2 separate regions of the Sus scrofa genome follow, and region 2 is linked to region 1. Evidence: chromatin contacts called from public HiChIP or PLAC-seq data. All regions are on one chromosome and are shown on one strand. Each heading gives the region's core, a stretch centred on a gene start, on an enhancer-like site or on the middle of the called end of the contact. The rest is flanking DNA. Distances are from core to core; before and after follow the strand shown.

Region 1 (6,124 bases), core at 2,608-5,107:
ACTGTCTTTCATATATAACAATTTCATATATAACTTTCAAATGTAACAATTATTTTAATTCTTGACCTCCCAAAAACTCTTGGAAATAAAATCCTAAACTTTGGAACTAGAGGAAATGCTACTCTGGAATACAAGTAAGGGTGTCACCATGTGGGACAGGAAGGTTCTTTTCAATTTTAAGTCAAATTTTTGGATCCAAAATAGAGCTTTTTACTGAATTATACCTTGCCAGTGGCAATGTATTTGGATTAAGAAGTGTTGATTTGGAATGGTTTCCTCTTCTTTAATAAGATTTCCTTTAATTAAACATATATCTTATTTTATTTACCTTGATCTAGTAATTATGTCCAATATTTTTTTCTTTTTTTGATCTTGGAGATAGGAGATGATTACTATTTCCTAAATGAATTTTTATTTCTTCTGATGCTGACTTGCCTTTAAGAACCAGCACTGGAAACATATAACACTGGAATTAATTCACTCTGATTTTCATTTACTTATTGAGTGTGCACCTTTCTGCCAATATTAGAGTGTCATTAGTTGGACACAATAAATCTATATTTATGTCCTGAAATAAGTTGATTTCTCTAGTCCTACTCTCTGTGAGTTTAAGTTATTTTTTATGTCTGTGACAAAGTTCAAAGGGTTTCAAAGAAAAATATGTGAAAAAAATAGTGTGAGGAAAGAAGAAATATGCCTAAAAGTTTAAAGACCTATGCTCTTCTGTCACCAAAATTCAGACGAGACAATATTGATGTCACTGTTCCTAGTTATAAATTATTGAGTTCTTCCAACAAACAAGAGCCTCATGTTACGTTATCTAACTTAATGGCTTAAGACAACACACACTTAGTATCTTACAATTTCTTTTTTCCTTTTTTCTTTTTCTTTTTTTTTGGTCTTTTTGTCTTTTTAGGGTCTTACCCACGGCATATGGAAGTTCCCATGCTAGGGGTCTAATCAGAGCTACAGCTGCCGGCCTATGCCACAACCACAGCAACACCAGATCTGAGCCATGTCTGTGACCTACACCACAGCTCACAGCAATGCCTGCTCCTTAACCCACTGAGTGAGGCCAGGGATTGAACCCGCAACCTCATGGTTCCTAGTTGGATTCGTTTCTGCTGCACCATGATGGGGACTCCAGTATCTTACAATTTCTGTGGGTGAGAAATCTATGAGCAGGTTAACTAGGCTCTCTGCTCAACATATCGCATAGGCTCTATCATGGTGTCATCTGTGGCTGTGGTCTAATCCTGAGGCTCGACTGAGGAAGGATCAACTCCCAGGTGCATCATGTGGTTGTTGGCAGAGTTCAATTCCTTGCAGACTTGGACAGAGGTCTTCATTTCTGCACTAACTACTGGCCAGAAGCCAGCCTCTGTTCCTTGAGAAATGGTCCTCTTCAACAGGGGAGCTTGCTTCACCAAAGCCAGCCAGAGAGAGAATCTGCAGAGTGGGAGGAAAGCCAGGCTGTTGTAATCTAATCATTCAACAGGGGAGCTTGCTTCACCAAAGCCAGCCAGAGAGAGAATCTGCAGAGTGGGAGGAAAGCCAGGCTGTTGTAATCTAATCATTCAAATGATATCCCATCACTTTTGCTATATTCTGCTCACAGGAAGCAAGTCACTAGGTCCAGTCCACACTTAATGAGAGGAGTTCACACAAAGATGTGAAATTATACAAAAGGGAGGGATTATTAAGAGGCTTCTTAGAAGAATGCTGATCATAGAGTGACCCAGCTGTTACTGTCTTATGTTGCCTCCCTTTCATGTGTGTGTGTGTGTGTGTGTGTGTGTGTGTGTGTATGGTTTTTCTTATATATGACACTTAATCATGCGTATTTAATATCACAACCAATTAAGAACATAATATACCTAAAATTTGCATGAAGTAATTAAGCATTCAGTTCTAGAGAACTCTAGCGGCATCAGTGAAAATGTGAGGTGTTCAGTATTGCACGAGGGTTCTGTTTTCAGGATTCATTCTACCTGTGAGTTGTTCTCTTCTATGAAAGGAAAGAATGGGTTATATTTTATTGCTTTGCTCCAACGTAGGTCAAATACATATACAGAAAGTACCACTAATAAATAGGTGCCATGCCCAGCACGATTTGCCCTTGCAGCTGGTATTTCATACAATATGGAGAAATAAATTTCTCAGATTCTCAGTTGTGCATAGCTTTGCAATAGCTAGAGCTACAGAGAGTTAATAAAGTTTTTTTTTTTAATGTAACATCGACATGTGAACAATTTCAGATATTGGGAATTCTCTGTAATTAGCAATACAGGTTCTGATGATATAAGGTGCTGGTTATCCCAACACAAACTGTCACAGAAGAGCAGACTCTGAACTAGGAAAGAGTAGACTCTAGATTGGCTCAGGTCAGAAAAATTTCTCTTCACTGTTATTGACCAGGATTTTCATCAACTCCCTCATGTAAGGCAGAGGCAGACTTTCCTAGTGCCCAGCAGTGACCAATTCTTTCCCTCCAGGCTCATGAAAGGTTACATTTCCCAACTAATTTTCAGTTAGGTAGGATCATATGTTTTTCTGGCCAAAGGAACATAAACAGAAGTGCCATGTGTTACTTTCTAGACCAAAGTGTAAAAGAATGGGTCTGAAATTTTCACTCTCTTCCCCCTTGCTGAGGCAACTGATGACTTTCAAATGGTGAAGTCTCCAGCAACCTGAATCCTTGACTGAGGAAATAAACAAAAGCCCCTGCACTACCCATTGAAGGATGTGCAGGGTGCCTGAACTGATAACTTTTTAAAAATATTAAGACCCTTTGTCTGACTTTTCTATTGCATCGATAACAAATTACCTCAAACTAAGTGTCTTAAAGCAATACAAATTTATTATCTTACACTTCCAGAGGTCAGCAGTCCTAAAATCACAGTTTTGTCAAGGCTGCATTCCTACTAGAGGCTTTTGGGGAAAATATGTGTCCTTGTCTTTTCGAGATTCTAGAAGGTGCCTACATTCCTTGCCTTGTGGGTCCTTCATCTTCAAAGTTATCAGCATGGCATCTTCAAATCCGTCTCTGTTTCTGTCTGTCTCTCTCTCTCTTTTTATCTCTCTCTTTTCTGTTTCCATCTTCCCATTCTCTTCTTTGACTCTGAGCCTCCTGCCTTCACTTATTTTAAGGAACCCTTGTGAATACATTAGTCCCATCCAGATAATCCTGTGTAATTTCACTATCTCAAAAATTTTAACTCAATCTGCAAAATCTCTTTTGCATACAAGGCCACATTTACAGGTTCTGGGGATTAGAATATGGATATCATTGGGGACACGTAACTTACCATATCCTTGGATTTAGGGGTTTATGTGTTACTACAGAATAACCTAGTATATACTGAGTAATGAAGAAGCTACTGGAAGCTAATAGCAGAACATCATTGTTCATTAACATGGGGGTTTGAGGATCTTAAATGAGCTACTTAGCAGGTTCAACTAGTCTCAACTTTATAAGGTTATAAACTATAAAAATTGTTGTGCTGGGAGTGAGGCAGAAATCAAAAGATGAACCATTAAGCCTAGTAGTAACAGGAAGTGGCATGTGTCAATGGCATCGCAACATCCCAAGAAGCCACATCAATTAGGTATCTAATGTGTGACCTGTCACATAAACCAGTCCAGCCACAAGCCCCTTGTGCTCCCGCTATTGATTGTGGCTCAGATAGTTGGAATTAAAAAGAGTCTCAAGCACACAGAGCTCTGCTGGTTCTGTCATGGAGAGATTGAACTGTGGCTTTTTCTCAAGGAATTCCCCTTATAGTGATGATCATGCTTGCCCTGTGACCTTGAACTATGAGTATATTTGTTTCATAATCAACCCTCTCTGAATCATGGGAAGGGGTTCCCAGGAGTCAGAGAAATCAGAAATAGCAACTCTTCTGTGCATCCCAGTGAACACATGTGATTCTGGGGCTTTATCCAAGTTGGTTTTTAGCAACATCTACTCTCTTTGGAGAAAATACTCTAAGTCACTTTCTTACACATTTCTCTATCAATTATGGTCACCTCAGGTCATAGGTATCTCTACCTGCCCTGAATTCTTAGCATATTGTCCACTCTCAGACTCTGTCCAAGGGCTTGGGATTTTTTTTTTTTTTAACTGTGTTGTGTCCTTAGGGCAAGTGGTGTGACTTATTTTGCTTAAATCTTATTTTGTCTTAATTTGTCTTATTTAAGACTTATTTTGTCTTAAATCTTCTTTGGCGTATAGGGCTGAACACAGAATAGATGCTCAATAAATAACTGATAATTAAAAAACATGATGGAGGATAATGTGAAAAAAGAATGTACATTTATGTATAACTGGGTCACTTTGCTGTCAGCATACATTGATAGAACATTGTAAATCAACTATAATAGAAAATTTAAAATAATAAAAAAACCAAATTGCAGAACTTGCTTATGAAAGATATGTACAAAATGCATAAAACTGATAATTATGTCTTATTCTCAAGTTTCTGGTTTCTAGATTTTCCAGACAAGGTAAACATCGAATAACTGCAAAATAAGATTTTCCTATTTGGGTATTTTTATATTACACTCTACTTATTGTATAACTTCACCTGAAGGAATTATAACAAAATACGTACATTATCTCTAATGAGTAAGAGTATATTTCTAAAGATGAATTATAGAAATAACCACATTTTATTTATTTGGTTTTTTTCCTGTCTGGACAAAAAAAGCTTTTTAATCTGCAGATAAATGTAATGCTCAGCTACCATTATATAATTTTTATCAAGTGAAATCTTATGATAGGAAGGCACTCATTAAAAAAAAAATCCTGATTTTTTATGCAGTAGTTACAGTTCAAGATACAAGCAGATCAGGACAGATGATTAGGGTATACGCAGCAAGACTGCAAATGAAGTTTTGTGGGTTTAGACAATGTCTCATATAAGAAAGGAAGCTGATAAGTATGAGACTTGTCCTAAATTTTTATCGCTTTAACTCCAGAAGATCATACATTCAACCATTCACATATTAATTCCTCCATTTATTCTTTCGAAATTTCTTCAGGACCCATTAAGAAAATACTGTAATTCATTTATAAGGACATAAGCTTTGGAGACTGACTGACATCTAAGTATTAACCTTGGCTTAACAACTTACCAAATGTATCCAGTTGGGCAGAGGTGGCCCTCTGACCCTTAGTTTTGTCACTTATTAGCATGATAATAGTCTACACTTAAGGATCTTTGTGAAAATTAAAGATAATATATATCAAACACTTTGTAAATGATAACCAGTCAACTGATAATAACCTATGATTGTTATATGCCAGAAATAAAGATGCGCAGATGAAAACTGCATAACTCCTATCTTCAAATAATTAAAGAGGGAGCAAATAACCACAGAATAGAGATATGAGCAAGCTGTGGATCAGGTAGAAGAAAGGGATTTAGTCTTTAGGAAGACCATAGAGGAGTTCACATGATAGGTGACATTTGAGATGGTTTAGAAAAGTGAGTCATATATTTGAGGCAGAAGACATAGGAGCAATATGTGTAGGTACAAGTATGAGAGAGCAGGGAACATACAAGAAAATTCAAATAATTGGATTTCTCTAGAGCACAGGGCTTTCCAAAACGTATTCTGCTTCACTCTCTTTCTCTTTCAAGATTTGAGTATAGTATCATTTTGCCTATGAGTCTTTTCCTAATATATAATTTTTCCTAATATATCACTGAGAAAAATTATTTACTCCTTTTTTCATGCTCCTTGTGTACCGAATATATGCCCCAAACACATAGTCTCTACCACTTTCCAAAAAATTTAAAATTTATTTTTTTCTACTAGGTTATAAATGTTACTGGTTTGCTGACTATGCCAAACTAGAAGTCTGAGTGAGTTTGCTAAGACAAGGTTTCTGAATTTTTTCCTACGGGTAAAGGGGTGTGGTCAGGAGAAGGATGATTTAGGAGCCAAAAGAATGAATTTTAGGGCATCATAGTTGTCGAAGACAAGAGCTAAGAGAGAGTGGGGGAGATGGAGGTGGACACATATTCAAGACATTGATGACTTAGAATGGACAAATCTTGGGGAGTTTTTTGGTAATGGACATAACTTAAATTCCTAGCAGATGAGAATATTTAGATAA
Region 2 (6,124 bases), core at 2,549-5,048, 130 kb before region 1:
AAGCCATCAACAACTCTCCTGCTTCTGTTTTTGTTGTTGCATTTTAACATGAATTTAAATCATACCATTGCCTGTAAACCTTCCAGTGCTTGCCAGATAAAGGCCAGCTCCTTGGCATGACCTTGATTCAGAGTCCTTGGTCCCAGTTGTGTTTTCAGCCTAATCTCTAGTCACATTGGACCACTTCTTCCTGTATCACACTCAGCAGTTCCCTTCCTTTGAGTGCTGTGTTTTTGTTTTGTTTTGGTTTTTCTTTTTTTTTTTTTTTTAAGGGCCGCATCCATGGCACATGGAGGTTCCCAGGCTAGGGGTCAAGTCAAATTGGGAGCTGAAGCCGCTGACCTACACCACAGCCAGAGCAACACCAATTTCCAGCCACGTCTGCAACCTACACTGCAGCTCAAGGCAGCACCAGATCCTTAAGCCACTGAGTGAGGTCAGGGATCCTCATAGATACTAGTCCTTGGTGAGATTTGAACCTGAGTCCTCTTGGATACTAGTCGAGTTCGTTACCACTGAGCCCCAACGGAAACTCCTTTTGAGTGCTCTTTTGGTAACCTAGTGTGGCTGCCACTCTCTTCTGCCTGGCAAGCCTTTATTCATTTTTTTAACCATCACCGACCACCACTTAGGGTGCAGACACACATAAAGTGAAAACTTAGTTATAGCCCACTTTGTTCCCAGAGCACTTTTTATAAACCGCAGCCATAGCATTTAGCACATACACTCTGTCTTTCTTTTGCATAGTGACTAAAGGAAAATTCACATGTACTGTTCACTCTCGTGTTATATACTTCTACGAATTACTTTAACCTTTTCCTACCCCATTTGTAAAAGCATATCTGAATTCAAGTGAGTGAAAGTGCAGCTGTCATTCAGCATAATCTTGAACTCAGTCTGTTTCTTTTTTTTTTTTTTAGGGCATCATTTGCAATCTATTAGACCTCAATACATTTTATACCCTACAGTAAATATTCTATACAACTAATCGAGGTATATCTGCCAGTGAGAAACTAATGTGTCATAGATGGAAATACACTGATTTTTATTATAACTATTTGTTCCCCCAGATTATTTCTTAAGAGCTATAGCTACTAAATTAAACTTAAAGGGTATTCCAGACAAGACTCACATGCTCTGCCAGTAATAATACCTTCTTTTTTGGCCTGCACTGGAAATACTACAATGTTACAATAACAATATGTCAGGCTAATTTCTTACAACAAGACTGAGATTGCCTTATCTTGTTTTACTTATGTTCACTTTCACTCTTCTGATTTGTTTTCTTCCTCTTACCTGTGTATTCATCATGTTAGGAGTAAGGAATAGAAAATATATGATATAATTTTTAACCTGTTTTAATTCTAGTAACTATATGCAATATGCACAAAGTTTATGACTTTACCAGCTGAAAGCTTTTTCTTTAAAAAAAAATTCGAGAAATTAATGTTGATGGAAATACCTCCTAAATCTTAACCTATCACTTGCTCCAAATCTGAAAGATAACAAATAGAGCTTTAAGTTTTATATTTGCTACACTAAAACATGATCTAGGAAAAAAAAAAAAAAAAAAGGAGCCAAATTATTTAATCACAATGGGAGGGTTTAGTTTTAAGGACTAATAGCTGCCTCATCCTTGGTGATTGCTCGCTTACATAATTTGTTATGAAAGAAAGCTTTTAGGGAAACCATCTCTCCAGAATATTTGTGATTTGTTCTCTTCTGCTTGGGAAGGGTTAAGAGGAGACAACATCCTGTCAGAGACCTTGTTTTTAATTTTGCTTCTCACACTGGCACAGATCCTGCTAAGAGCAGCCCAGATTAGTTCGGAAAACCTTTGAAGAGATTTAAGATGTCCTTCAGCCAGTTTGAAGGTTTTTGTCTTGCAAATCCAGTACAAGGGCGCCTGCAGGCATCTCGACCCTTGCTGTGCTGCTGATGCAGCTCAAGGTCACACTAACCCGCCCTGTGACATTCAACAACAACAAAAAATTATGTGGTGAAACTGCTTCAGCGTTCAGCCAACCAACAACTTCCTTTAGTGAGGAACTGAGGAAGAAGTCTTTTTTTTTCCCCTCTTTTTCTTTTTTTGGGGGCTCAAAATTTTTGCTGTAGGAAATAATCCTGGATTTCTGATGTGTGTGATGACAAGGTCATTTCTTAATTAGAACACATGTAAAGAACAAAGCTAAATGGCTTCAAAACAGCTTTGTAGTTGATGGAGAGGATTTAAATTATTTAAAGAGATAGTCACCCATGTATGATGGAAGCTGAATTCTAAAGGAATTAACTCCTTCGTTCCTGTCCACTTGCCCTCACTTTGAATTTCTTATGTCTGGCTTTAGAAGGTTGCATTCTAAACTTAAGAAAATTTATAAATGACCATTTTTTTTAAAGGGTGAAACATGACTTATAAATCAAATTCTCGGATAAACTTTAAGTGGAGAAGTTTCCTCCCCACGACATTTGTCTCCTGGAATTTTTATCAAATGACTCAATTTAGGAACTAGGAATTACAAACTTTTTCTGCTGGCAGCTGTGATGTATTTATAATATGTTGGAGAGGGATGAATAAAATGCTTCTTTATTATCTCACCTTTTATTCCTCACTTTGACCCATTTGTGATTTGGAATTTTAGTAAATCAGTTTACCCTGAGTCTTTAGAAAATATAGCGCATAGCATTCATGTTTCACAGCTTTCAAAGAATTGGTGTGAAAAGACACATGTGTTTTTCCTTAGGGGACAAAAAGTAATTTCAGTTTAAAATGGACTTTAAGAAAGTTGCTTGTGAACATGCATGACCTTTTCAAGGCGCAATGAAACCTTGTCCGTTGCACTCAATAGCCATATTGGACTCCTCCTTCGTGGGCCTTGTTTCTTTGTTTTGTTTCTCCTTTGTTTCCTGTGAGTGCTAAGTACCAGACAGTAGTCAGAAGGATATAGAGTCCAAGTGAATTGGTTTTCTAAGCTTGAGACTTGATGCCTATCACCTCTTTAGCATTAGAGCAGAATAATCTGAGAGTAACTTTATACTTTATGCTTTTTTGTGTATATCATGTAGAGAAGCACATCTTGAAGTTGTTTATATATAAAATAACGTCATAAAACTTCAGCTTTATGATACTAATGTAAGTTTTCTCAGAACTCGGTTGTTGCCTTCTTAATGAAGATATTTTCCTATAAGTGTGACTAAAGTAGAACCAGGGCACATGCTTTAGGAAGATGGGCATAATATTTTAAGTGTGATTATTTGAATTGGTATCTTGGACTTTGTGGGCCACAAGTTGACTAAGTTTGAAGGGATACAATGTGATGGATTGTATAAGAAAAACAATTTAGAGTTAACTAGATATATTCTGGATGATTTTCCTCCAACTAGACACAATGTATTTGAGTCTTCCAGGAAGAGTAAAAAGGTATGCACACTTTTAGGTTATGGCTGTTGTAAAGGATTTTAGGTTTGCAAAAAGAAAATTCTGGAGGGGAAATCTCTATGCGAGGAACTGGGTAGTGTGATTCTGTGCAGCCCTGCCCTTGCCTGGAGTCTGCTGTGCCCTTATGTCATGTATGACCCACGCTCACCTGCTAGTAATTTCTAATTTACTGTCCTAATTCATCGATTTGTTATCACTAATTGTTCTTCATTTACTTCTGTGTAGTTTCCAGTACCTAAAGGGTTGAAAGGTTGCTGTAATTGGCACCCGCAGCTGCTCTTTCTTTTGACAGGGGATAATTTTGCAGCCTATGCTTTGTGTGACAGCTGCCTAATTGGGCATTCTCCCCTTGTAGCAAGCCTGCCTCCTCCAGCCTCCCTGCTGACAAATGGTGGTGGATTATAGATGAGGACACGCTGACCCATTCGACCTTGCTGAGACAGCGGGGAGGGGCCTCCTGCTACTTGAGGGAAGCTTTAGGTCATTTAGAGGACAAGGTCACTAGCCAGGTGGGGAAATGACATGATATCACATGACAGTAGCCTGATGACACGGTCAGTGTGTCAAGGACAAATGCATCAGTATTGGTTAAACATTATTGCAATACTTCATGGAAGGCCTAGTATTTCTTAATTGTTCTGCTGATTTTTTTTTTTTTTTTTTTTAAGAAAAAGGAAGAGTGCAGAATAAGACACAGGTATTTTAGCAGGGTTAAAAGCAATTGTTGACATGAAAATAGAGCTGGTTTAGAAAGCCTCCTCCTAAGTTTTTCCAGCCATCTAGAGTATTTTGCTTGTAATTATTGTTTAGTTTACAGTCTCTTGGCTGTCAGTACTTTTCAGGAGTTACTTGAAAATTAAGGCAGGCAGATTAAAATGAGGTAATGTATGTTGTTAAAAAATATTTAACAATTTCTGTCATCACCCTATTCAATGATTGGCATACCTTGTCATATTTTGAAAAAAAAATAATAAGCTAAGTGAAAATGCTTAATTGAAAGGAACCTCAAACTCTGGATTTACGAGCTCAAAAATACCACCATGCTATCATAATTATTATAAAGTGCTCAAGACGTCTTTTAAATAATTTTTGAGACCTGAAAATATTTTCTAAATGCCTTGGGATTGTATTTAATGTAAAAATAAAAGATAAATGAAAATCTTTCAGATAGCTTTTTGTTATTAGGAGTACACATGCTTTTCTTGGAGAAGTGGTTGTGAGCTAGTATAGTACCCTTTTTAAGTGCAAAATCTTAAGAATCCTTGCTGAGTCTATTAACCCTATATGAACACTTGAAAGAGTAGCCCATGTACACGGTACTGAATAGTCCAGTTTAGAAAAATGCCTCTTTTTAAGAACAGTGAACAGTTTAATGCAAAGAATAATGATCATGATTCTCATTTTCTGGAGAAAATTAATTGTTGTTGAGTACTGTTAGAGATCTAAGCCCTTAGTTCAACAGGAGAAAATTTTATGCCCCTGAGATAGAAAACTATCAGTGGAAAAAGTGTGATGAATTAGTTCACTGAAGTAGATACATCTGTATTTTCATGGCTTGTGCATGCGTATGAGTGTGTGTGTGTGTGTGTTTAATTTTGCCTGTGCTGTGCATGTGTTTAGCTGCTCTCAAACCCCTAACTCAAGCTTGGTAGAGGTTTAATCCTGTGTCCTTGTACACGTAGACTTGATTAGTAGTTGTGGTTATCTCAGCAGAAGACACACCGCCCCCTCCTTGAATTGGTCGGGACCTGGGCATTGGGGAGTCAAGGCAGAGGAGAGAGAAAAGAGATTTTACATTAGTATTCCATGAAAGCCTTACTGTCTGCAGAACAAATTGATTGCTCCGTTGTACCTGTGCTTGGCACCACTGCTGTGAGAGAAAGGTAGGGTTGTAATCTGTTTTATTGTATTACATATTGTGACACTCCAGGAATATTTAACTCGCGCTCTTTCTATGACACGTGCTATAAGTCTAAGTAAAAACAAACAAACAAAAAAAAGGAAATAAATGAATGGAAAGTATGCAAGAACAGTGGGCTACAGCTTTGTTTACTTCAGCCCATGAGAGTTCATTCCAATAAAATAATTTTGCTGAAAGCGTCACTGGGAACATAACCTGATTGATAACGAAACCCTATAAAGTGTTCTGAGGCACTAATCTGTTTCACTGCTTGCAACGTGTAAGGCAGAGATGAAATTCAAGCTAATATTGGAGGATTTTCAACACAAGATAAATGGGAGAAGTCAGGGAGGTGGTTATGGACCTAATTAGTTTAAGAGATGATTTTTAATTATTTTCCAGTACATATTGTTAAAGGACCTACATAACATGATGCAAAGAGTCGGACGGAGATTTTCATTAAAAATAAAAAAGAGGTAGCCACCATACCACCTGAAACCGTGTTAAGGAAATTAAGAAATATATTTACTTTATTCTTTTACCCATTTCATTTGTATAGACATTGCACTGCTTGATTCTGCTGTGGGAAAGGAAACTGCAAGGTTTCTTCCAGTCTTTTAAAATGTATATTAATTCTGTGACTGTTTTTCAGGTAGACACTTATCGTTTAAAATTTGAGATTGCTTAATATGAGTTGAATGAATGTTTTAGTATTTCACAAAATGACGGAAATAGCTGGGATTTGATCCCTTGCCATTCTCAGGCATTCTTGAGCTATTGCCGGAGCT

What was found. HiChIP or PLAC-seq counts read pairs in DNA pulled down with a chosen protein or histone mark.
Region 2: a contact with region 1 is called in an H3K27ac HiChIP or PLAC-seq map of alveolar macrophages. The contact joins two enhancer-like sites. A contact is called at or near these places in 2 of 2 datasets of contacts at active chromatin or transcription factors (alveolar macrophages and skeletal muscle).

Annotation. Positions count from the first base shown.
Region 1 is chr13:179,726,199-179,732,322 of Sscrofa11.1, reverse strand. No RefSeq gene overlaps it. Among named protein-coding and RNA genes, the nearest start is that of NRIP1, 190 kb to the left of the region's middle. Within about 2 kb of position 3,857, at least 1 of the 83 cell types and tissues checked has an H3K27ac peak or open chromatin away from gene starts, as enhancers often do. A contact at or near this core is called in alveolar macrophages, where this site is marked.
Region 2 is chr13:179,859,660-179,865,783 of Sscrofa11.1, reverse strand. All of the region lies in intron 2 of NRIP1 (nuclear receptor-interacting protein 1), which reads left to right. Among named protein-coding and RNA genes, the nearest start is that of NRIP1, 54 kb to the left of the region's middle. Within about 2 kb of position 3,798, at least 18 of the 83 cell types and tissues checked have an H3K27ac peak or open chromatin away from gene starts, as enhancers often do. A contact at or near this core is called in alveolar macrophages, where this site is marked.